Regions from separate parts of the Mus musculus genome. Here all the other regions are linked to region 4. The links are chromatin contacts, called in public HiChIP or PLAC-seq maps. All regions are on one chromosome and are shown on one strand. Each heading gives the region's core, a stretch centred on a gene start, on an enhancer-like site or on the middle of the called end of the contact. The rest is flanking DNA. Distances are from core to core; before and after follow the strand shown.

The links. HiChIP or PLAC-seq counts read pairs in DNA pulled down with a chosen protein or histone mark.
Region 1: a contact with region 4 is called in an HNF4G HiChIP or PLAC-seq map of pancreatic cancer cells. The contact joins the enhancer-like site here to the promoter of Tnfrsf21 in region 4. A contact is called at or near these places in 5 of 39 promoter capture datasets (3T3-L1-derived adipocytes, the C10 cell line, cranial neural crest and 2 more), 1 of 15 datasets of contacts at CTCF or cohesin (embryonic stem cells), 8 of 484 Hi-C or Micro-C datasets (Sertoli cells, bone marrow-derived macrophages, cerebral cortex and 4 more), 14 of 115 datasets of contacts at active chromatin or transcription factors (bone marrow-derived macrophages, embryonic forebrain, embryonic hindbrain and 8 more) and 2 of 9 other capture datasets (adipose tissue and liver).
Region 2: a FOXA1 HiChIP or PLAC-seq map of pancreatic cancer cells shows a contact between it and region 4. The contact joins the enhancer-like site here to the promoter of Tnfrsf21 in region 4. A contact is called at or near these places in 23 of 39 promoter capture datasets (the 3T3-L1 cell line, 3T3-L1-derived adipocytes, the C10 cell line and 17 more), 6 of 15 datasets of contacts at CTCF or cohesin (CD8 T cells, embryonic stem cells, hippocampal excitatory neurons and 1 more), 175 of 484 Hi-C or Micro-C datasets (the 63-12 cell line, 8-cell embryo, the AML12 cell line and 98 more), 48 of 115 datasets of contacts at active chromatin or transcription factors (CD8 T cells, the HPC-7 cell line, PVALB interneurons and 30 more) and 6 of 9 other capture datasets (adipose tissue, embryonic stem cells, embryonic tail and 3 more).
Region 3: a contact with region 4 is called in an H3K4me3 HiChIP or PLAC-seq map of stem cell-derived neural progenitor cells, with 41 read pairs. The contact joins the enhancer-like site here to the promoter of Tnfrsf21 in region 4. A contact is called at or near these places in 6 of 39 promoter capture datasets (the C10 cell line, the HPC-7 cell line, cranial neural crest and 3 more), 1 of 484 Hi-C or Micro-C datasets (bone marrow-derived macrophages), 12 of 115 datasets of contacts at active chromatin or transcription factors (bone marrow-derived macrophages, embryonic basal ganglia, embryonic forebrain and 7 more) and 3 of 9 other capture datasets (adipose tissue, liver and pancreatic islet).

What each region holds. Positions count from the first base shown.
Region 1 is chr17:43,175,794-43,181,686 of GRCm38.p6, reverse strand. No RefSeq gene overlaps it. Among named protein-coding and RNA genes, the nearest start is that of E130008D07Rik, 20 kb to the right of the region's middle. Within about 2 kb of position 4,271, at least 34 of the 459 cell types and tissues checked have an H3K27ac peak or open chromatin away from gene starts, as enhancers often do. A contact at or near this core is called in pancreatic cancer cells, trophoblast stem cells and uterus, where this site is marked.
Region 2 is chr17:43,216,988-43,222,801 of GRCm38.p6, reverse strand. No RefSeq gene overlaps it. Among named protein-coding and RNA genes, the nearest start is that of Adgrf1, 50 kb to the left of the region's middle. Within about 2 kb of position 2,876, at least 8 of the 459 cell types and tissues checked have an H3K27ac peak or open chromatin away from gene starts, as enhancers often do. A contact at or near this core is called in epidermal suprabasal cells, pancreatic cancer cells and trophoblast stem cells, where this site is marked.
Region 3 is chr17:43,195,791-43,201,439 of GRCm38.p6, reverse strand. No RefSeq gene overlaps it. Among named protein-coding and RNA genes, the nearest start is that of E130008D07Rik, 40 kb to the right of the region's middle. Within about 2 kb of position 3,934, at least 10 of the 459 cell types and tissues checked have an H3K27ac peak or open chromatin away from gene starts, as enhancers often do. A contact at or near this core is called in stem cell-derived neural progenitor cells, where this site is marked.
Region 4 is chr17:43,013,268-43,018,801 of GRCm38.p6, reverse strand. Tnfrsf21 (tumor necrosis factor receptor superfamily, member 21) reads right to left here and starts at 2,247. Exons shown (of 6, transcript NM_178589.3): 1 at 1,710-2,247. The coding sequence starts at 1,805.

The DNA of each region.
Region 1 (5,893 bases), core at 3,022-5,521, 160 kb before region 4:
AGCAAACACAGAAGTGGATGCTCACAGTCAGCTAATGGATGGATCATAGGGCTCCCAATGGAGGAGCTAGAGAAAGTAGCCAAGGAGCTAAAGGGATCTGCAACCCTATAGGTGGAACAACATTATGAGCTAACCAGTACCCCGGAGCTCTTGACTCTAGCTGCATATATATCAAAAGATGGCCTAGTCGGCCATCACTGGAAAGAGAGGCCCATTGGACTTGCAAACTTTATATGCCCCAGTACAGGGGAATACCAGGGCCAAAAAGGGGGAGTGGGTGGGCAGGGGAGTGGGGGTGGGTGGATATGGGGGACTTTTGGTATAGCATTGGAAATGTAAATGAGTTAAATACCTAATAAAAAATGGAAAAAAAAAAAAAAAAAGAATGGATCAATTCCCATTCTTCTACATGGTAACCGCCAATTGTGCCAGCACCATTTGTTGAAAATGCTGCCTTTTTTCCACTGGATGGTTTTAGCTCCTTTGTCAAAGATCCAGTGACCACAGCTGTGTGGATTCATTGCTGGGCCTTCAATTCTATTCCATTGATCTACCTATCTGTCATTGTACCAGTACCAGGCAGTTTTCATCACAATTGCTCTGTAGTACAGCTTAAGGTCAGGTATGGTGATTCCACCAGAGGTTGTTTTATTGTTGAGAATAGATTTTACTATCCTATGTTTTTTATTATTCCAGATGAATTTGCAAATTGCCCTTTCTAACTAAGTGAAGAATTATGTTGGAATTTTTATGGGGATTGCATTGAATCTATAGATTGCTTTTGGCAGAATAGCCATTTTGACTATATTAATCCTGCCAATTAATCCTGCATGGAAGATCTTTCCATCCTCTCAGATCTTCTTCAATTTATTTCTTCAGAGACTTGAAGTTCTTATCATACAGATATTTCACTTCCTTAGTTAGAGTCACACCAAGGTATTTTATATTATTTGTGCCTATTGTGATGGGTGTTGTTGCCCTAATTTCTTTCTCAGCCCTTTTATCCTTTGTGTAGAGAAAGGCCATTGATTTGTTTGAGTTAATTTTATATCCAGCTACTGCACTGAAGGTGTTTATCAGGTTTAGGAGTTCTCTGGTGGAATTTATAAGATCACTTATATATACACTATCATATCATCTGCAAATAGTGATTATTTTGACTTCTTCCTTTCCAAATTGTATCCCCTTGATCTCCTTTTGTTGTCTAATTGCTCTGGCTAGGACTTCAAGTACTATATTGAATAAGTACGGAGAAAGTGGGCAGCCTTGTCTAGTCCCTGATTTTAGTGGGATTGCTTTGAGTTTCTCCCCATTTAGTTTGAGGTTGGCTACTGGTTTGCTGTATATTGCTTTTATTATGTTTAGGTATGGGCCTCAAATTCCTGATCTTTCTAAGACTTTTATCATGAAGGGGTGTTGGATTTTGCCAAATGCTTTCTCAGCATCTAACAAGATGATCATGTGGTTTTTGTCTTTGAGTTTGCTTATATAGTGGATTATGTTGATGGATTTCCGTATATTAAGCCATCCCTGCATCCCTGGGATGAAGCCTACTTGATCATGATGGATGATCATTGTGATATGTTCTTAGATTCGGTTTGCAAGGATTTTATTGAGTATTTTTGCATGGATATTCATAAGGGAAGTTGGTCTGAAGCTCTCTTTCTTTGTTGGATCTTTGTGTGGTTTAGGTATAAGAGTAATTGTGGCTTCATAGAATGAATTTGGTAGAGTACCTTCTGTTTCTATTTTGTGGAATAGTTTGAGGAGAGTTGGAATTAGATCTTCTTTGAAGGTCTGATAGAACTCTGCACTAAACCCATCTGGTCCTGGTTTTTTTTTTTTTTTTTTTTGGTTGGGAGCCTATTAATGACTGCTTCTATTTCTTTAGGAGAAATGGGACTGTTTAGATCGTTAATCTAATCCTGATTTAACTTTGGTACCTGGTATCTGCCTAGGAAGATGTCCATTTCATCCAGGTTTTCTAGTTTTGTTGAGTATAGACTTTTGTGGTAGGATCTGATGATGTTTTGGATTTCCTCAGGATCTGTTGTTGTCTCCTTTTTCATTTTTGATTTTGTTAAGTAGGATACTGTCCCTCTAGTTAGACTGGATACAAGTGCCCTCTAGTTAGACTGGCTAAGGGTTTATCTATCTTGTTGATTTTCTTAAAGAACCAGCTTCTGGTTTGGTTGATTCTTTGAATAGTTCTTTTTGTTTCCACTTGGTTGATTTCAGCCCTGAGTTTGATTATTTCCTGCCATCTACTCCTCTTGGGTGAATTTGCTTCCTTTAGTTCTAGAGCTTCTAGGTGTGCTGCAGGCTGCTAGTGTATGCTCTCTCTAGTTTCTTTTTGGAGGCACTTGGGGCTATGAGTTTTCCTCTTAGGACTGCCTTCATTGTGTCCCGTAAGTTTGGGTATGTTGTGGCTTCATTTTCATTAAACTCTAAAAAGTTTTTAATTTCTTTCTTTATTTCATCTATGACCAAGGAATCATTGAGTAGAGTCTTGTTCAGTTTCCACGTGAATGTTGGCTTTCTATTATTTATGCTGTTATTGAAGATCAGCCTTAGTCCGTGGTGATCAGGTAGGATGCATGAGATAATTTCAATATTTTTGTATCTATGGAGGCCTGTTTTGTGACCAATTATATGGTCAATTTTGGAGAAGGTACCATGAGGTGCTGAGAAGAAGGTATATCCTTTTTTTTAGGATAAGATGTTCTGTAGATATCTATTAGATCCATTTGTTTTATAACTTCTGTTAGTGTCCATGTGTCTCTGTTTAGTTTCTGTTTCCAGGATCTGTCCATTGGTGAGAGTGAGGTGTTGAAGTCTCCCACTATTATTGTGTGAGGTGCAATGTGTGCTTTGAGCTTTACTAAAGTTTCTTTAATGAATGTGGCTGCCCTTATATTTGGAGCATAGATATTAAGAATTGAGAATTTACCTTAGTAGATTTTATATTTGATGAGTATGAAGTGCCCCTCCTTGTCTTTTTTGATAACTTTGGGTTGGAAGTCGATTTTATTCGATATTAGAATGGCTACTCCAGCTTGTTTCTTCAGACCATTTGCTTGGAAAATTGTTTTCCAGCCTTTCACTCTGAGGTAGTGTCTGTCTTTTTCCCTGAGGTGGGTTTCCTGTAAGCAGCAAAATGTTGGGTCCTGTTTGTGTAGCCAGTCTATTAGTCTATGTCTTTTCATTGGGCAATTGAGTCCACTGGTGTTAAGAGAAATCAAAGAAAAGTAATTGTTGCTTCCTGTTAATTTTGTTGTTAAAGTTTGGATTCTGTTCTTGCTGCAGTCTTCTTTTAGGTTTGTTGAAAGATTATTTTCTTGCTTTTTCTAGGGTGTAGTTTCTGTCCTTGTGTTGGTGTTTTCCCTTTATTATCCTTTGAAGGGCTCGATTTGTGGAAAGATATTGTGTGAATTTGGCTTTATCATGGAATACTTTGGTTTCTCCATCTATGGTAATTGAGAGTTTGGCTGGGTATAGTAGCCTGGCCTGGGTTCTCTTAGGGTCTGCATAACATCTGTCCAGGATCTTCTGGCTTTCATAGTCTCTGGTGAGAAGTCTGGTGTAATTCTAATAGGCCTGCCTTTATATGTTACTTGACCTTTTTCCCTTACTGCTTTCAATATTCTGTCTTTATTTAGTGCATTTGTTGTTCTGATTATTATGTGTCAGAAGGAATTTCTTTTCTAGTCCAGTCTATTTGGAGTTCTATAGACCAAACCTTAATGATCATCTACTCTTGTAAGAGAGATGGAGTTCTCCAGCACAATGTAAAAATGAATTGATGCATAGGAATAACATAGGGGACTATCACATGCTATGGAGGTGTCAGAATTCAGAGAACTTCCTCAATTGGCAGTGAGGGTGGAGGTGGGGGTGAAGTGGGATGTAGTATGGTGAGGATCCAGCTTTAGACAAAGATTGCTTGAGAACAACTCTTAAAAGATGGATTTGCTTCTGAGCTATAAAAATGGAAGCCAGGGGAGAAGGAGAGAAAATGGATAGAAGGTAACATTTGTTTCCAGACCTAGAAGAATCAGCTAGAACCACCTGGAGAAACAGGAGACTAACCCTGCTTTCTGCTTATCCTCCACTTGAGAGTTGTGGCTGTTCTGGGCTCCAGCCCACGCCAGCACACATTCCTGCCCTTTGCTTTGTAGAGGCAGGAAGCTGTTGAAACCTAATGCCTCCACCTGTGTCTTGTCCAGCTCACTTTCACTCCCAGACCTTTTCCCTTCCATGGTAGATAATCTATTCTCTGGAAGTGACTCACCATGAAGTACAAATTACAAATATTGACACAGCAGGTTACCTCTGAGTAGACTGTGAACTTTGACAGCTATGCAGCCTCTATGGAAATCAGTGATGCTGGAGGGCAGTCTGCAGGGATTCTCAGAAGAGGGGTTGAATGCTGTTAAGAAGGCATAGCTCCTCTAGAAATTTTGGTCTACTCTCCTTCTCTTGCGGTTGTGCTGTTCATGTCACCTAGTACATGCTTTTGTTTTAATCAAAAGAGGATCTTATTCCAGGCTGATCTCAGTCTCATCCTTCTCCTGCTTCAGACACTGGAATCCCAAGATCACTATACCTATATTTCAATTATATGTGCACATGTCTCGCTTGCATATATTTATATGTACCACGTGGGTACCAGAGTGTCAGACCTCCCAGGACTGGAGCTGTAGATGGTTATAAGCTGCCATGTGGGAGCTGGGAGTCAAACCTGGGTCCTCTGGAAGAGCAGACAGTGCTCTTAACCACTGAGCCATTTCTCCAGCCTTGAATTTAAGCTTTTGAAGGGCATTGTTGTTCATCTGGTTTATCTGTACATCAAGTGCTTAGAACCAGGGCCTTGGCCACAGTAAACACTCAAAAGAATGCTGTTAGTCAACTATTGAATGGATCGTGTCTGCTTATGGTAGCACAGAGCTGACAAACCAAAGGAAAGAGTAGGAAACAAGAAAGCCAGAAACAAAACAAAACAGCACAATTTTATTTTACATGATACTTGCCTTTGTTACTGGGATAGTTTAAATAAAAAGAATTTTAATAAAAACAATTTTTAAATGTCAGTTTTGTTGACATAGAGCTGCAAATTCATCTCCTAGTTTTTAAAGCTATCCTGTATCTGTACATGAATATATGTGTTAAACAACATCAAAAAAGCACAAACTTAAAAAAAAAGGATTTAATATTTTATAAGTGTTTTTGAAAGGTAAAAAATCACTGCCAAGTGCAGAGAATGAGCATTTGTGGAATTCTCAGTCACAAAGGGGATGGTATAAAGCATCCCTCCCCCAACACTGCCTCATGAGCTCACAGTGGCAGCCCAAGACCAAGTCAGGATTCCTGCTTAGAGAGGCATGGGGCTCCCAAGTCTCCAGCCCTAGCTAAGGATCTGTTAACAGTCAAGGGACTTCCAGATCAGGGAGAGGCCACTTTGCTTAAGAGTGGTCCCTGGCAAGGCATCCAGACTCCAATGAATGGGTGTACATCAATATGTATATATATATATATATATATATATATATATATATATATATATATATACATACATGTATACATGTATATTATGTAACAGATAATATATGTAACATATAATATAATATAATATATAATGTGCTGATATATCAGAATTAAATATATATATGTATATATCTATTAATTAAATAGTACACAAAATTGGTAAGGGATGGAAATATGGCAGCAGGGGAGCTGAAAGGGGTTGGGAAGAGGAGTAGGGGTGAATATGGTCAAAATACACTGTACACATATATGGAATTTGTGAAGAATTAATAGAAAATATATTTTAAACATTTATAGCCAGGCAGCAGTGGTGGAAGCCTTTAACCCCAGCACTCAGGAGGCAGATGCA
Region 2 (5,814 bases), core at 1,627-4,126, 200 kb before region 4:
TTGAAGAGCATGTGGAGGTCAGAAGATGGCATTAGGTCACCTGAAATCGGAGTTATAGGAAGTTATGAGGCACCTGATGAAGGCACTAGGAACTGAGCCTGGTTCTTCTGTAAGAGCAGTAAGCATTCCTAACCACTGAGCCATCTCTAGCCACTATATAGCTGTTCTCTTGATGAAAACTCAGGCCACTAATTTCCCAAAGGCAATAATACGCTTGCCATCTCTCCCACTCTGACTTCTGACATTTTTATATAGTAGCCTTTAAGCCAGTGTTATGGCCATTTCACTGGTGCAGGAGAAGCAGCCAAAAATACTGTGGATCATGGTCTCCAAAATTAGCCCCTGTGCACTGACAAGAATGAGGGGGATTTGCCAAGAATAGTAATGTTTAAAATACAAATGGAGACAACTACAGTTCAAAGGAATTTATTTAGGGGTGGGGAGCATCCTCAGTTAGTTTGATTGTCTACTTGACACTACATAAAATGTCTTAGTTTCTATAGCTGTGGTAAAATATCATGACCAAAAGCCCAACTTTGGGAAGAAAATGTTTACTTCTGAGTTATACTTCCACATCACAGGCCTTCATCACAGCAAGTCAAGGTAGGAACTCAAGCAGGGCAGGAACCTGGAGGCAGGAACTTAAAAAAAAAAAAGCCATTGAGGAGGGCATCTTACTGGTTTGCTCTCCAAGCCTCGCTCAGCCTAATTTCTTATGCAAACCAGAACTACAAAACCCATAAATTATCAATTAAGAAAATGCACTATAGACTTGCCTTCAGGCCAACACAGTAGGGACATTGTCTCAACTGAGGTCTGTTATAAATAAATAAACAAACAAAACCTCTAGTTTGTGTCAAAATGAAACTAGCAAACACACTAGACTCACCTGGGAAGAGGGTTGAAAAGTTGCCTTGATCAAATTTATCTGTAACCATGTGTGGTGGTTTGAATAAAAATGATCCCTATTGGCCCATATATTTGAAAGCTTAGTCACCAGGGAGTAGTATTATTTGAATGGATTAGAAGGATTAGGAGGTATAGCCTTGTTGGAGTAGGTATGGCTTTGTTGGAGGAAGTTTGTCCCTGCAGGTGGGCTTTGAGGTTTCTAAATCCCATGCTATAGGCCAGGTTCCCTTTTGCTGCTTGTGGGTCAGGATGTAGAATTCTCAGCTACTGCTCCAGCACCATGCCTATGTGCATCCATGATGCCACAATGATAATGGGCCAACCTCTGAAATAGTAAACAGGCCTACAATTAAATCTTGCCTTTTATAAAAGTCGCTTTGGTCATAGTGTCTCTTCACAGCAGTAGAACAGTAGTAATTAAGACACCATGTCTGTGAAAAACTATCTGGATTGATGACTGACGTGGGAGGACACAGCCCATTGTGAGAAGGTAGGCCTAGGCTGTATGTGAAAGCTAGCTGAGCATGTGCCCATGAGTAAGCCGGTAAGCCACTGGGGATTGGTCTGGTGCTATGTATACAGATGCTAAATTCTGAACCCCAAGAGCTGATTGCTGTCCAGAGGAGTGCATTTTCATATACACTGACCTTTGCTGTGTAAACCTTGCTCCCCAATTTAGAGTTGATTGGTTAATAATAAAAAACAAAACAAATTAACTAACAAACAAAACCAGCCAATAATTGGGCAGAAGAGAAGTAGATGAGATTGGCGTTCCCAAGCTTGGGGTCAGAGGTGGAGCCATGAAGGAGAAAAAAATAAAAAGAGAAGAGAAGAAATGGGAGAAAGAGAGGATGCAGAGAAAAACTGTTTGGTTTTGGAACCCTGGACAAGGGACTGAGGTGCATATTTTACACATCAAAGCAGACCTAGCCTCAAGGTTCTTCCAGCATCCCTCAGTCCCTACCTGGCATACTCTGCCCCCCAGCCCTAAACTTTCCAGCACAAGGGCTAGGCTGCCCTTCCCCCAGAGGCTCTTCCCTATGTAATCCAGACATTTTGCTTTCTCCTCTCTCCCTCCTTTTCCTTCTCTCTCTTCCGTCTCTGCACTCTGTCGCCCTTTCTTTATTTCTCTTCCCCTTCCCCCCTCCCCATAGTGATTTCCCTGGCAGAGGTCCTTGGGGCCAGTGAACTAGTCCAACAGCAGCTTCCCAATAAATCTGCCTTTAATATATAATCTAATCTGACTTGAATTGGTTCTTTTCATTGGCAATGGAGAAATAACCTATCAGGAATGTAGCCTGATGGAGTGGATTCAGCCCAGTCAGGACAAATGACAAATACTGGCAAAGAACTTGGGGTGTGTAGCTGGGAGGTGGCCAGACTGGCTTAGAAAATTAGTTTAAAGGTACCTGCCCAATTATTATGCTTTTAAGCTCATTTGAATAAATCCTTAGATCTCTCTCAATTCCTTGGGAACTAGCTGAGTTAGAAAACTATACAAGATATTAATTATTCCACCACAATAAACAGCACTTCTCCACGGTTTCCTCTCTAAGCTCCTGCCCTGAGTTCGTGCTCTGGCTGGCTTCCCTTGATGATGGACAGTGTAAGATGAAAAAAACCCTTTCCTCCCTAAATTGCTTTTGGTCACCATAGTTATCAAAACGACAGAAAGCAAACTAAGGCAGCAAGTTGAAGGTGATAGGGTCACTTGGTGGAAATGCCAGCAGGCCACTAAGGACACAGACGCTTTCTGTAGCTTCACCCAGGATGGAGGGCTGACAACTTAGCAAGAACATCACCAGAAAAGAAGACCAACCTTTCAGATACCTTAAGATAGAAATCCCAGGTTCCAGAACTGTGACACAATGCATTTCTGATATGTGAATCATCTTATTGTGGAGTTTTGTCACTCAAGCAGAAAGATAAACTGCCCATCCCTTCAAGCACAGCTTCAGGGTCCACCCTGACACATCACACTACTTTGCCTTATCGTGGCTCACTCCTTTGGTGGAATGCACCCTACCGCACCCACCTTTGTCTGGCTTGGTAAACAATTACCCATCTTTCTTTGAGATTTAGCAAGGGCATCCCTTCTAGTGCGAGTCTTACAGAGAACATCCCTTTCAAATGCACGACTGAGCTCTTCCTCCTACTCTGTGACTAGCACTCCTGTCATAGGACATGAAACTGTCAGGACTAGTAGATCATCTGCCCTTGGACCATTCTTAACCTCTGCTTAGTAATGGCACTGCCTGGGTAACTTTAAAGAGAACTATCACGAGCAGCATCTACCCCTGAGATCTGAAGCCAGTAGATACCCCAGTATGGCTCATGTGCAGTCAAGGACGAGGACCACTGTGTGAGGCAAAGCTCACAAAGGTTAGACAGTTGTCCAATAGGTAGGCAGTGCTCCCAAGATATAAAGTGCTCCCAGAGAATAGAAGTGACCCTGAAGGATAGATAATGTTCCCATGGTTTGGGCAGTACTCTGAAGAGATAGGCTGTGCTCCCAAAAGGTAGGTAGTGCTCCCATAGTATAGTCAGTCTTCTCAAGGTGTAGGTAGTGTTCCCAAAGAATAGACAATATCCCCAAAGAGTAGACAATGCTCCAAAGGAAGGGATTTCTGAGTTAATCTATTATTTGCCCTTATCATGAACAGAGGTCAGTTGTGAGGACGAAGTGAATAGGGATTGGGTGAACTGCACGAAGAAGCCCAGGTCTTCTATCCCTTCTATTTCCCACAACCTTTTGGAAAAGGCAGATTTGGGGTTTTTTAGCGCATTAGGCTGAGATCACTCCAAGCTAAGGAAAAGGGAGCATGTTAGTAGTTCTTTAAAACAAACACACAGCCAGGAGCTCATTTTAAATCTCATTTTCCTTCATTCAAATATTTAGAGCAATCTTTCCTCTTCTGAACACAGGACGGCGTGGGAAGGTCGCTTGTCAGCCTGACACTTCTGCTCCCTGTCCCTGTGTTTTCCCTTGAGGAATTCCAAAAAGGAAGCACAATGCTATCTTTAAGTGTTCCCAGTATTTACACCCAACCTTCCCTTGGAAAATGGAGTATGGGAAGATTCCAGGCTTGCTTTTCTTCCAGCATTTCTTCCCGAATCCCAAGTCTCTTCAAAATTCTTTCTCCTCCTAGTATATGATATACTGAACAGGACTTCATGGTTTTCATTTGTCCTATGGACAAAAATGAATGCATACTCTCTACTCACAATTCAGAAAAATGTTTTTTTTTTAGTGTTCTTAAGGGCTAGAGAGACCCCAGTGACATCACCAGAACCCATATAAAGTGAGCCAGACATGGTAGTGTATGCTTCCGATACCAGCACGCTTGAGGTGTGAAACAGTAGCTCCCTGGGGCTTAATGCCCAAACAGCCTCATCCAGTCAGTGATTTCTGGGTCATTTGTGTTCCTTTCTCAAAAAATAAAATAAAAAGGTAGACTGTGGCCTCGGGTCTCCATATGTGTGCACACACCAAAAGAACATTAAAAAGAACAATTGGCGGGACAGTGGTGGCGCTTACTTTTTTAATTCCAGCACTCAGGAGGCAGAGGCTGGTGGATCTCTGAGTTTGAGGCCGGCCTGGTGTGCAGAGCGAGTTCTGAGACAGTCGAAGTTACACAGAGGAGCCCTATCTTCAAAAATAAACCAAAACATTGATAATTGTACTGTGACTAATCAACTATTGATGTTTTAATAAACTTTGTTATAAATGATGTATCTATAGAATGAAAAGTTTGCCATTGATGTCTGTCCTGCATAGGTGTGCATGAGAGAGACAGAACACACAGTGTGGTGAGGTGCCTGGCCATAGTACTGTGCAAACTCACTTCTTTATATATCCGTAAGACGAAATCCCAACCCAATAATGCATTCGACTGAAGGAGTGTCTAACGATTTGGATGAGATGGTCAAGAACTTTTCATAGCTTTTTTTAAAGCATGTGAACACATAGCAGGGGAAAAATGTATTCAAGGTGTCAGGAAATTTTAAAAACAGCGCATTACTGTTCTGTTGCTGCTGGTGCCAAAGACTCAATTGCTAACTTTGAAGGAAGGGTTGGAAAGCCACAACCCACAGGCCAAATCCAGCCACGCTATGTCAGAGAAACGCCCACATCAGCTCCTGCCTTCCACAGCAAAGCCACATGCTTGTTCTGGGGAGGCCTTGTGGTTCACATAGATGAAAATATTTACAGCCTGTTTCTTCATCAGGAGAGAAAAGGAAATTATTGATCTCTGACCCAGAGAAATTCTTTGCAGTTACCAGGGACTCTCAAGTGTAGGGTTTCTGTTTGGGTTTGTTGTTCATTTTAGCTGACTAGGAACTGCATACTCGGGAGACAAGAGGGTAGAGGGGAGTCCACACAACTCTGCTGAATGTATAGAAGGTCACCTCAGATTTGAGATTGGCTATAAGAGGCAGAGGGGTTAGGCTCCTTAGATATTAGATCAATGGCCTCCACCATCACTCCTGTCTTCCATACCCAGAGTCCTTCCATACCCTCTATCCATCACCTTCCATCAGGGCCTTGGTGGGGTAAATCACAATAACTCTAAATTATACATTTCAAAAAAGTTAGACACCAAAGGATGCTGGTTTTGCATGGTACAAAGGATGCTGGTTTTGCATGGTACAAAGGATGCTGGTTTTACATGGTACAAAGCTTCCCAAGGAGCACGTGTCCTTGGATAAATTACTGCAGTGAAATTCTTCAGCTCTGGGGCCAGGCAGGCAGATGTTGGAGTTCTATGATCTGGGAAACCTCCGGAAATGTATGCAGTTTCTTCAGGAAATAAGGAATAAGAGTGGACTCTGCACACGGTTGTATTGACCAATACACATAACAGTGCAGGTTGAACATCCATGGCTGTGGCAATCACACTTGAT
Region 3 (5,649 bases), core at 2,685-5,184, 180 kb before region 4:
GCTCTTGCTAGCCCAAGATATATTTAGTTGAGGCCCAGAAAAGTTATTCTACATAATATTACAAACAAATGTAAGATTAGTGTGGAAGTGCTGTTGATGTAAGTTTCTGCTAATAACAACAGAATAACCAGAATCTGATCTGCAGACTAGCACGTCTCACTGCATGTCTATTGTCAAGCTTCATTTGTGGTCCCAATATCAATGTTCCTTGAAAATTCATATGCTAGGACCTAATCACTAAGGGGCATTTGGAGACTTAGACCATGAGTTTTTTGCTCATATGAGTGACACAAACTCCCTAAAGAAACCCAGCCCTAACAGATGATTTCCTTCTACCACATCAGAAATCAAAGAAGGTACCCTTTATGAGGAAGTAACCCTTAGTGTTGCTCTAACTTGCTTCCTGTTTCAGGGATTGGCCAAGCCAACTCTGACAGTCAACAGGGCCTCAAGGGACGGAGGGAGGATTAAAGAGAAAAAGACAATTAGGCAACGTTATAACCTGACTCCAGCCAGTGCTGAGACTGAAGCAGGTTTATTTTTTCCCAGTCAGCTTTTATACTATTCTAAGTACTTGCAGAGAATACATTCTCATAAATTAAGTTGTATTTGCACAAATAATTGCAAAATTTGAGAGCTAGCAGTATCTAAAAACAACAATTTCAAGAAATTGTAAACCATGAGTAATATTGGCTATCAGTATAAAAACTAAAAGCTTGATTTTTCAACATTTAAAAAACAGTGACAACAGCACGCAATTCAATTATCTGTGCTGAAGCAGGGGAAAACTCAAGAGAATAAACATATGATCCCATTACATATACTGCTTTTCCATTGGATGAGCCATCTGTAAGTACAGTAAGCACATTCTCTTTTGGCTATATATGCAAATTTACAAGAAATACAAAAGCTTGCATAGAGGCAAATTGTAATAACTTGTCTTTTGAATATTGATTATCAATTTTGCCTGAAAATTTGCACATGCAATAGGCCAAATATCAGTATTCTGCAATAACCAACTTAATTGCTGTTTTGAATAAGAAATAAATATTTCATCAGGTTCTTTTCCAAAATACTTACATGATTCTAACCTACAATTCTGTATTAACACACCAACAGCTTTAAAACAGGATGTTAAGACTTTTCTTGGAGAGAAAGAAAGATTATCATAGTCTATATAGTGTATCTGTTGTTAACTAATAGCTTCCTCCACTGTCTGCAAAGCAAATTGTTCCTTACCAGGTAACTGTAGAGGGGGATTAGAATTTGCATCCTCCTTGATAATATCAACCAGAAGCTTAAGTCTTCCTGTGGTGAGCTTAAGATGAGGTCTTAGCCAATTAACATCTTCTAGAAGCTTTTGAAAATAATTTAAAGTAAGTAAGCTATCTTTTCTTATTTGAATTTTCTGTGCCACAGTTTGTTTAAAGTATAACTGATGCCCCAAATATTGAAAAGGATATTGTCTTTGAATCTTTTCTGGAGCAACAACTACTCCCCCAAAATTTAAAACTTGTTGTATAAAAGCAAAGGCTTGTAGTAAAACCCCTTCAGAGGTATCAGCTAATAAAATATCCACATAATGAATAATATACACGGAAAGATTCAAAGTCCTAACGTCTTGTATTGAAGCAGCAACAATTTTTTAAAAAATAATATAGAGTTATTAGCCATTCCTTGAGGCAAAACTTCCCAGTGATATCTATTACTTCATGGGTTCTTTAAAATTACAGGCAGGCACACTAAATGCAAACCTTTTACAATCATCAGGATGCAAAGAAATAGTATAAAAACAATCTTTTAATTTTATAATTATTTTTTATGGTTTTTTTTTTTTGGAATTGCAGCTGGAGTAGGTAAGCCAGGTTGTAATTCTGCCATAAATTCCTAGTTTCATTAACCTTTCATAAATCTTTCAATAATCTCTACTTGCCTGATTTCTTCTTAATTACAAATGTGGGTAAATTAAAATCTTGAGCTTGTGATTGAATTATAGACTGCAGCTAATGGAACATTGACAGTTGCACTATAATTTTTAAGTTTATTTTGCAATATTAGAGCATAACCATAATTTTGGAAGCAGACCCCAATTTTTAACAGTGTAAACAACCCATTCTCCCTAAAATCAATACCAAGTACATTACTTTCATGTTACAAAGTTTGGCTGCCAGCTTTTTATATATGAATGCATGATAGTGCAGCTTTTAATACCACATTATTTTAAATCCTATCTTTTATAAGTCTGTATCTAGGACAAGAATTACATAAAATATTATCCCAATGTAGAGGTATCTATAGAGACTTATTTTCCTAGGTTGGTTCATGCCATGTGTTGTTGTCTAGAATGACTCCATCCCTGAGTTACCAGTTTTAAGCCAACTTTCTGTTACCAATGTTACAAATTTTTAATCATACCCAATAACTTATAAACCAACAATCTAGAACCAAGACATACAGAACATATTTATACATTTAAGATGCTACATCCACTCCAGTAGTGACTTGCTTGACAGGCTTAGAAACCTGGAAGCAGTCCCGAGGCGAAGAGTTTCATGGAAGCTTAGTCTCCTGGAACTGTGGCATATCATAGCACGTATGTTCCAATTTTGTCCTTGGGAATGGATCTGTGTGCTTCCTTTCAGTATTGTTAGGTGCCTCCAAGCAATGACTTGCCAAATACCTAAGCATAATTGAACTTTGCTTCCTGGCCTTCACCAATGCCCTAGGTAGTCCTTGAGCCAACCCTGGGCTTGGAATTCAGTAAGAATGTTGCCTATTCAGTGACATTCAGAATTGCCTCTAGTATTGTAAGAGAGATACTGAAAGAAATCAGGCATTACTATCTACTTACTACATAGAGTTAGAAATCTCAGAGCAAGCTTAGCAAAGTAAGTTTAGAATTCTTATTATAGTTATGTATGGCAGACTACATTACTTATTAGTAGAAAGTCCCACACACACTATCACTTAGAATAAAAGCCAAGTCACTCCGAAATATAGGTATTTACAATGGTTTAGGAAGTAGATCTGGCTGTGGTTTTAGAGTATTGCATTATTCATGAGAAGGTTAGCTAGAGTGGAACTCCCTAATTAGAACCATGACTTGGGCGTGAAAGCCCTTGCCCTGGGAGTGTAAAAACCTCACACCTGGCTTCTAAGAATACAGCTGACCTTAGATAGAGCTGACTTTGTCTCAGTTGTTTTATTGCCCAGTTCCTGCCAGTCTTTGTGTTTGCATTCCTCTGTTTTGTGTTAGAGTCATTAAGCATCCGGTAACCTCATTGTACCTTGCCAATGTGTCACCTACCTTCCCTATTTTATTCTGTATAAAAAGTTTGATGCTCAATTTGACATTACATTCAGATCCAGTACACTCTCTCATGTCTGTGTCTGTCAGTCAATTCTTGCCAACTCCATGCACACCTGCCAGAACCCCTGATTCCCACGGATTGAGAGGGGCCGACTGGGCCCAGTTCATGGCATTAAGACCAGTCAGAATGAAACATAAAGGGGCTGGAGAGATGGCTCAGTGGTCAAGAGCAATGATTTCTCTTCCAGATGTCCTGAGTTCAATTCCCAGCAACCACATAGTGGCTCACAACCATCTGTAATGAGATCCGATGCCCTTTTCTGGTATGTGTGAAAACATATACAGTGTACCCATATAAATAAAATAAATCTTAAAAAAAAAAGAATCAAACATAAAGTGAGTGACCACACTCATTTTATATATTTAGACTAGACAAATTTTTCTTACTTTTTCTAGCTGCAATTTCAAGGGAGGAGCACCTTGTCACCTGCTGAACCCAATAATCACAGTCTTGGAGATTTTTCTAGAAGAAACAACCATCTGCTCCCTTACACAGAAGCTGAGAAGTTGCTGACCCCTTTAAGAGAAGCTTGTGAAAATAGTCAGCCGTTGCAGGGCTTCTCCAGCTGTGCTTGATTCCTAGCTACCAGTGCTGGGCTACTTACCAGGTTTTGTTGTGCAAATTGAGACTGTCTTTGGTTTGCTTTTTGTTTTCTGTTTTTGAAAGGAGTTAAAACTAAATCAAGTGGTGAATGACTTAGCAGATGAAGTTGTAAACTTTTTTTTTTCCTTTTCAACATGAAACACAGAGCAACAATCAATGAATCAAAAACACATACATAAACTGACAGATATGGACAGATTGGCACTCCAAGGACAGACAATAGACAGAGAGGGAAGAAAATTAGATGTGTCAAAGGGACCCAGATACCCTACCTAAAAGAGTCAGAACAGGAGCCAGAGAGGAGGCAAGGTGTCTCTCGACCTCCTCCTGCCCCTAGGGGAGCGCTGGAACAGCCTAGGTTCATGTTTCTCCCCTTTTGCCAAACCATCCCAGACAGGGGGAGGACTGCTTTTCTGAAACCCATTCTTTCTCTCACATCCAGGGTTAAACTATCTCTAACTAGGGTCCAAAACCTAAACCCATCTATGTGAATTATCTTCACTCCTCTAGATTTTAGCATAACTCTAAACACATACACAAAAATACATTCTACCAATATCTTGTCCCTTTTCACAAAGTTTATTCACCACTGGCCCAAATCTTCTTTATTTTCCTTTGCCTTTACTGGCTTTGCTAGAGCTTTTCTTCCCATGGTGTCCTTCATTGTATCCCCTTACTTGAACTCCGATGTTGAGGAGCCGTCTGACCAAGTCAGCTCCGTCAGTCAACAGGGCCTCAAGGGAGGGAGGATTGAAGAGAAAAAGACAATTAGGCAACGTTATAACATGACTCCAGCCAGTGCTGAGGCTGAAGCAGGGTTATTTTTTCCCAGTCAGCTTTTATACCATTCTAAGTACTTACAGAGAATAGAGTCAGGTCTTAGATCAAAGATAAAGTAATCAAGCAAGGTAATAAACAAAGAGATCAGACAAGGCAATAAACAAAACCCACTGGTCAATGTTTCTAGGGGCTTATCAGGATGACTAAGTTAAAAGAGAAGTCCCACATTCCTTGGCTGTGCTTACTTTGATCCTTGCATTAGCCCAAATGCAAATACTCTCATCAGATCCTACTTTCTCCTCCAAGCCCAGTGATAAGTACTTGCCCAATTTCTATAAGGGGCACCAAAAGCTCTCCACAAGGGATAGACTGTGACCCAAAAGCATCTTAGTAGGTGTCTTAGGGTTTTACTGCTGTGAACAGACACCATGACCAAGGCAACTCTTATAAAGAACAACATTTAATTGGGGCTGGCTTACAGGTTCAGACATTCAGTCTATAATCATCAAAGTGGGAGCTTGGCAGCATGTAGGCAGACATGGTACTGGAGCAGGAGCTGAGAGTTCTTGATCTGAAGGCATCTAGGGAAGACTGCCTGTCTCCCAGGCAACTAAGAGAAGAGACTCAAAGCCCACCCCCACAGTGACAGACTTCCTCTGACAAGGCTACACCTACTCCAATGAGACCACATGTCCTAATAGTGTCACTCCCTGGACCAAGCATATTTAAACCACCACAGGAAGAAAAGGTTTATTTCATTTTAACAGCTCATAGTCCATCATCAAGAGAAGCCTAGGCAGGAACACAAGGAAGGAACTTAAAACCACTGAGACATTTTGCTTACTGACTTGCTCCCTTTGCCTTGCTCAGCTATTTTTTTCTAAACAGAGCCCAG
Region 4 (5,534 bases), core at 998-3,497:
AAGCAGGTCTAAGACCTTTGGAGGGAACTCAGCAAGGGACCTAACTCAGGTCATTAGGATCAGTGCTTCCTTGAACTCGTTCAATCTAAGACTGTCAATTCAAGTCCACGGTCCCAAAGACTCTCTGATTATTTACTATCCACACTTGTTTAAAGGGCTTGGACTTTGCCATTGTTATAAAAAGACAGAAAAGCGTCTCTCAAGGGACACTGAGATTTACCTCATAAATGCTAAGAACAACAAACTTTCTTTAGCCCTCTCTCTCTCTCTCTCTCTCTCTCTCTCTCTCTCTCTCTCTCTCTCTCTCCCTAAACACACACACACACACACACACACACACACACACACACACACACACACACACACACACACAGAAAGAGAGTCAGCCAGAGAGAGAGACAGAGAGAGACAGAGAGAACCAGAATGTCTGTAGAATGAATTCCCAGGCCATAGCAACTGTCATGCCTTGGGATGGAAGCAGTAGATCTTGGCTGGCCAGGCAGTAAGCCCTTTAGAGGAAGGAGACAAGAGGCCTGCCTTCCCTTACACAGCCCAACCATGAAAACAAGCTCTTTTTTGTTTTTGTTTAGTTTTTAGCTAACAACCTTCATCCTCCCTGCAGGGATGAAAGACATGATTGGTTTATAGCATCTCAAGGGTTTGAATTCAAATTTTCTTCCACCTAATTCCCCACTTGGCCCCAATATTGGAAATAAAGGGCCAGCTGGGGGTAAGTTTTGGATAAGGGATGATGTCAGGTTTTGATCAGATAAAGTGATGGAGGATTGCAATCCGGGCACGCCCCAGATTTGGGTGCTGAGAGAGCCTGCATCATCTTGCTTGGTGACATGTCTAAACACAGAAAGGGAGAAATAAGAAAAGGATGGGGAAAATTAATCGTCCTTTATGTAGCTCTTTCCCCTCCCCCTCGACTGAGAGCCACAGCGCCGGTTGGCTCCAAGCCTGTGCTTTAGAGGCGCCTGGGTCTCTGGGTCCTTCTTCTCCTCCTCCCCCTCCCACCCCACCCCCACCACCCACCCGGGCTCCTTCTTCTTCTTCTTCTTTTGGCTTGCAGAAATCAGGACCCATCTGAACTAAGAGGGAGGAGAGAAGCAAGGAAGCTGAAGCAAGGGGTGGCCTGCGCCCTACTCCGGAAAGCTTCGCGCGCGGAAGCATGCAGCGGTTGCTCGCGTCCGGAGCGCACCGATCCGGCTGTCTCCACTGCGGTAGCATCCGGACATGACATTGCAGTAGCGACAAAGGAGCGGCCACAACCGGCAGCTGGCTACTGACAGGACTACTCGGGCCTCGCACCGCGCCGAGGGTCTGGCAGCGAATGATATTGGGGTGAGGCTGGGTGTTGGGGTGCGAGATAGGCCGAGTCGGGGGCAAAAACCCAAAAATGCGCAGGACCTCGAGGCGGACACCTCTCGCGCCTCCTTCAAGCAGCCAGATTGCAAGAAAAATAATTCTTTAACACTCACTAGCCTTAGCTCACCACACACACACACACACACACACACACACACACACACACACACACGATCTAGTAGGAGTCCTCCTCGGTCTGGCTATTGCCTTGTAACCAACCCTTCCAACCCGTCTGGTCCCACCGCGCGCCTCCGGCACTACGGGCCCGAGGACCCGCCCGGCTCCCGGACACAGGCTCGAACGTAGCCGCCACCCTAGGGTCCCCTCCTATCGCTCACCAGGAGAAGAGAGCCGGCGACCATCGTGGCTCCGACTTGGCCGGCGGTGCGGCTGCAAGAGGCGAGGGCGGTGATGCTGCTTGCCCGGGTCCCCATGGCCGAGCTCGGGGCTCGCAGCGGCGCCCGGGGCGCTCGGCCCCACGGCAGCTGGAATTGGTGGCTGTTTCTGCCCAGCGCCGCATCCACCGCCGCCTCACGGGCGGTGAGCCCATCTACCTCCAGCAGCCCATGTGCACTGCAGCAGCCAGGCACCCAGGCGGAAGAGGGAGGCAGCAGGGGAGGCTCCGAAAGGCGCTCAGCACCTGCCCAGGGGCGCTGGCGCCCGGGCGGTGAGAAGCAGGCGCGCTCGCAACCCGCGCCTCCCGGTGCTCTCCAACGACAGCGGCTGCGGAGAACCAGAGAGCAGGGCTAGCCGCGACAGTGCTAAAGAGCGACTTCCCATAGCGAAGCTTCCAGCCACTATCAAGCACTCGCCTCCTCCGCTGCCTAGACCGGCCGGCGAGGGACTGAGTCGGATGGCCACTCAGCTCGGGGACACACGTGGTGGCGCCGAAGGGGCGGAGAACGACCCTTTGTGATGTCACCCGGGAGGAGGCCGGGCTCTTTGTGCAGATGGAAAGAACTCAAGGCGCTCCAGAAACCGAGGGGAAGGAGAGGGTGCCCCTTGGCGTTAGCTGGAGGAATTGCGTTTGCTTGTTAACCTGCACACACCCCTCACCCCGACTTAACTTTAAAAAAAAAAAATGATTCCAAGTAGATTGTATGTAAAACAGAGACTATTTTCTTTTCCTAACATAAATATTAACAACAGCCAATATAACTTGCGCATAATGGCGCAGGCCTGTATTTTCATTGCCAGGAAAGCTGAGGAAGGAGAATTTGAAGTTGGAGGGAAATTCTGAGCTACACAGAAAACTCCTATCTCATGCATGCATGCATGCATGCATGCATGAATGAATGAATGAATGAATGAATGACCTGAGCATAACGGTGCCATTAAGCACTCTGTATAATGAGAATATGAACTTCTCCAATTCCAGGCCAGCCAAAATTGGAGTTCTACACAAGCCTGGCTTACAGAGCAAAATCCAGTCTCAGAAATCAATCAATCAATCAATCAATCAATCAATCAATTAAAGGAGCTAGAAAAAAAGCAAAAACCATGGAGCTTACATCAATTGCCAGACACAAAGAGACGTGTGTGTTGGTTCCCAAACTGCTGTGTTTTGAGGTCTGCTGTGTTCTCACAGTGGAGCAAAAGGAAAAAGCAAGTGTAGTCTCGGCATTTATGTGTGGCTCCCCTGCTTCCTGACTGCAGACCCGGTTTAACCAGCTGCCTCCTCTCCTCTCCTCTCCTCTCCTCTCCTCTCCTCTCCTCTCCTCTCCTCTCCTCTCCTCTCCTCTCCTCTCCTCTCCTCTCCTGCAATAACTGTATCCCTGAAACTGTTAGCCAGAAGAAACCTCCCCGTCTCTCAGTATTGTTGGCTATTTGTTCTCAGCAGTGAGGAACCTGGACAGAAACAACACTAAGCATCCCTGACAGGGAGTTGCCATGGTAGGAGCCCTATTTCCTTCCTTGCCAGTTACTACATGGAGAGTTGGTTCTTTTTCTCGGCATTCTTTGGAAGAATGAGATGTATTTAAAAATTAATATGAGGATTAATCCTACTCTCATCTTTCAAACATCTGCCAGTTAAAGAAATAAAACATATATTTAAAAAAGCTTGACCATAAACCCTGAAGGGGAATGCTGTAATATTAAGTTTCCAGTAAAAAATTTTTTTAAATTCTGAAAAATACTATCCTTAAATACAGAATTTTGTGAAAGGGGGTGATATTTCAACTTGAAATTCTCAAACTCTCTCCGAGGCTTCCAAAAGTGAAGGGGGATTACTATGTCTTCATGTATAATAGGGCCAATTAATTCTTCAAAACTTCAAATTATTGGCCACCACAATCAAAGGTCTTTCTGTTTAAAAGGGGGTGGGGGTGGGAAGTGAGATATTAAAGAAAAGGGGTCAGCTGACACCTTGCAGACAAATATGAGTTACTTGAGGTAATGTATGATTTGATCTTCCAAGCTGGGAGACTTTAATTTGGGTAAGTGTGGTTCTGACCTGCTCGTTCTCTTTGTTCTTCCTATTGTTTTCATGTTCCATAAGGTCCTTATGGGGCACTAATCATCAGAATTCAATTTTTCACGGGCCTTTGGGTTTGAGTTTGGTTTGGTTGGCTGGCTGCTTTTGGGTTGGGTCTTGCTGTGTAGCTCAGGTTAGCCTCCAGGGGATGGTTATCCTCCTTCATCACCACCTGAGTTACAGCCATGCAATCTCGATGCCTCTTGATACAATATATTCAGTTCATCTTGCTTACTGCTAACTAAGTAAAAACCCCTTAGTATTCTTCATCACAAACAAAAAACAAACAAAACAAAACAAAACAAAAGTGTCTATTGAATCTAGTTAGAATATAAAATGCTGGTGAGATGACTCAGCACTCAGCAGGTAAGAGCACTGACTGCTCATCCGAAGGTCCTAAGTTCAAATCCCAGCAACCACATGGTGGCTCACAACCATCCATAATGAGATCTGACGCCCTCTTCTGGTGTGTCTGAAGACAGCTACAGTGTACTTATTTATAATAATAGATAAATCTTTGGGATGGAGCAAGTGGGGCCAACCAGAGCAAATGGGGTTGGCTGGAGCGAGCAGAGGTCCTAAATTCAATTCCCAACAACCAGATGAAGGCTCACAACCATCTGTACAGCTACAGTGTGTACCCACATACATTAAATAAATAAATAAATCTTTCTAAACAATATATAAAATGCCATTTCTCTATTGCATGTTTAAAATAGAGAAATGTCTTTCATTTTACACTGTAAACTGTTTTAATTACTTCACAACCACATATTCAATGGCATACAGATGTCCTTACTTACACATAAATGGTGAATACTCAACCATAAATAATGGATTTTCTGCCTAAGCTCCAAAGAGTGAGGTAAGTATTAATAAGATGTGACTATAGCTAAAATGGAGAGGTACAAATGAGGCCAAGCTGGACAAAACCAATCTCATCTTTGCCATAAAATAACTGCCTCTGATCCCCAGCCGAATTTAAACTTTGCATGTTTCTTCCAAAACTGTACAAATCTGGTTTCCTCGCCTCAAGCTCATCACCCTTAAAACTTCCCATGTCCTCGGTATATTTCCAATCAATGCATTTTTCCATGTTTCCATTTCCCCCCCCATTTTCTAGGTAAAGCCTCTCTGTGCTGAAGGCAGCAGTAGTTTTGCCATCTTCTCCTCTGTTGGTTATATTTCTAAACTCTATCCTGATTCTTCCTTTCGGAAGCTGTAGGAAATTTTCAGCTCTAAAAGATGTGTGGCGTGGGCGGGGGTTCTAGAGAGACTGCTCCTCAGTTAAGAGCACTTGCTGTGTCCTAGCAAAAAGGGAGGGGGGAATAGAAAAGGGGGTGGGGCTTTAATGGGAGGGGGAAGAATAAAATAGAGGGAAAAGAGGGAAGAGGCATAAATAAGACAAAGTGAGTTTGAAAAGGCGAAAGGAAAAGTTTATTTCGTGTTTACTTAAAAATCCACGCGTAGCGGGGCGAGGCTGAGTGGTTAAAAGCAGTAACTGCTCTTGTAGAGGACACAGGCTCAGTCTCCATCACTCTCGTGGCTGCTCACAACTGTCTGTAAATCCAGTTCCAGGGGACCTGATGCCCTCTCCTCTAACTCTCTCAGGCATCAGATACACATGTCCTGCATGTACACGGATGTGGGCAAAACATTCATACACCTATAATAGATCTCTAAAAAG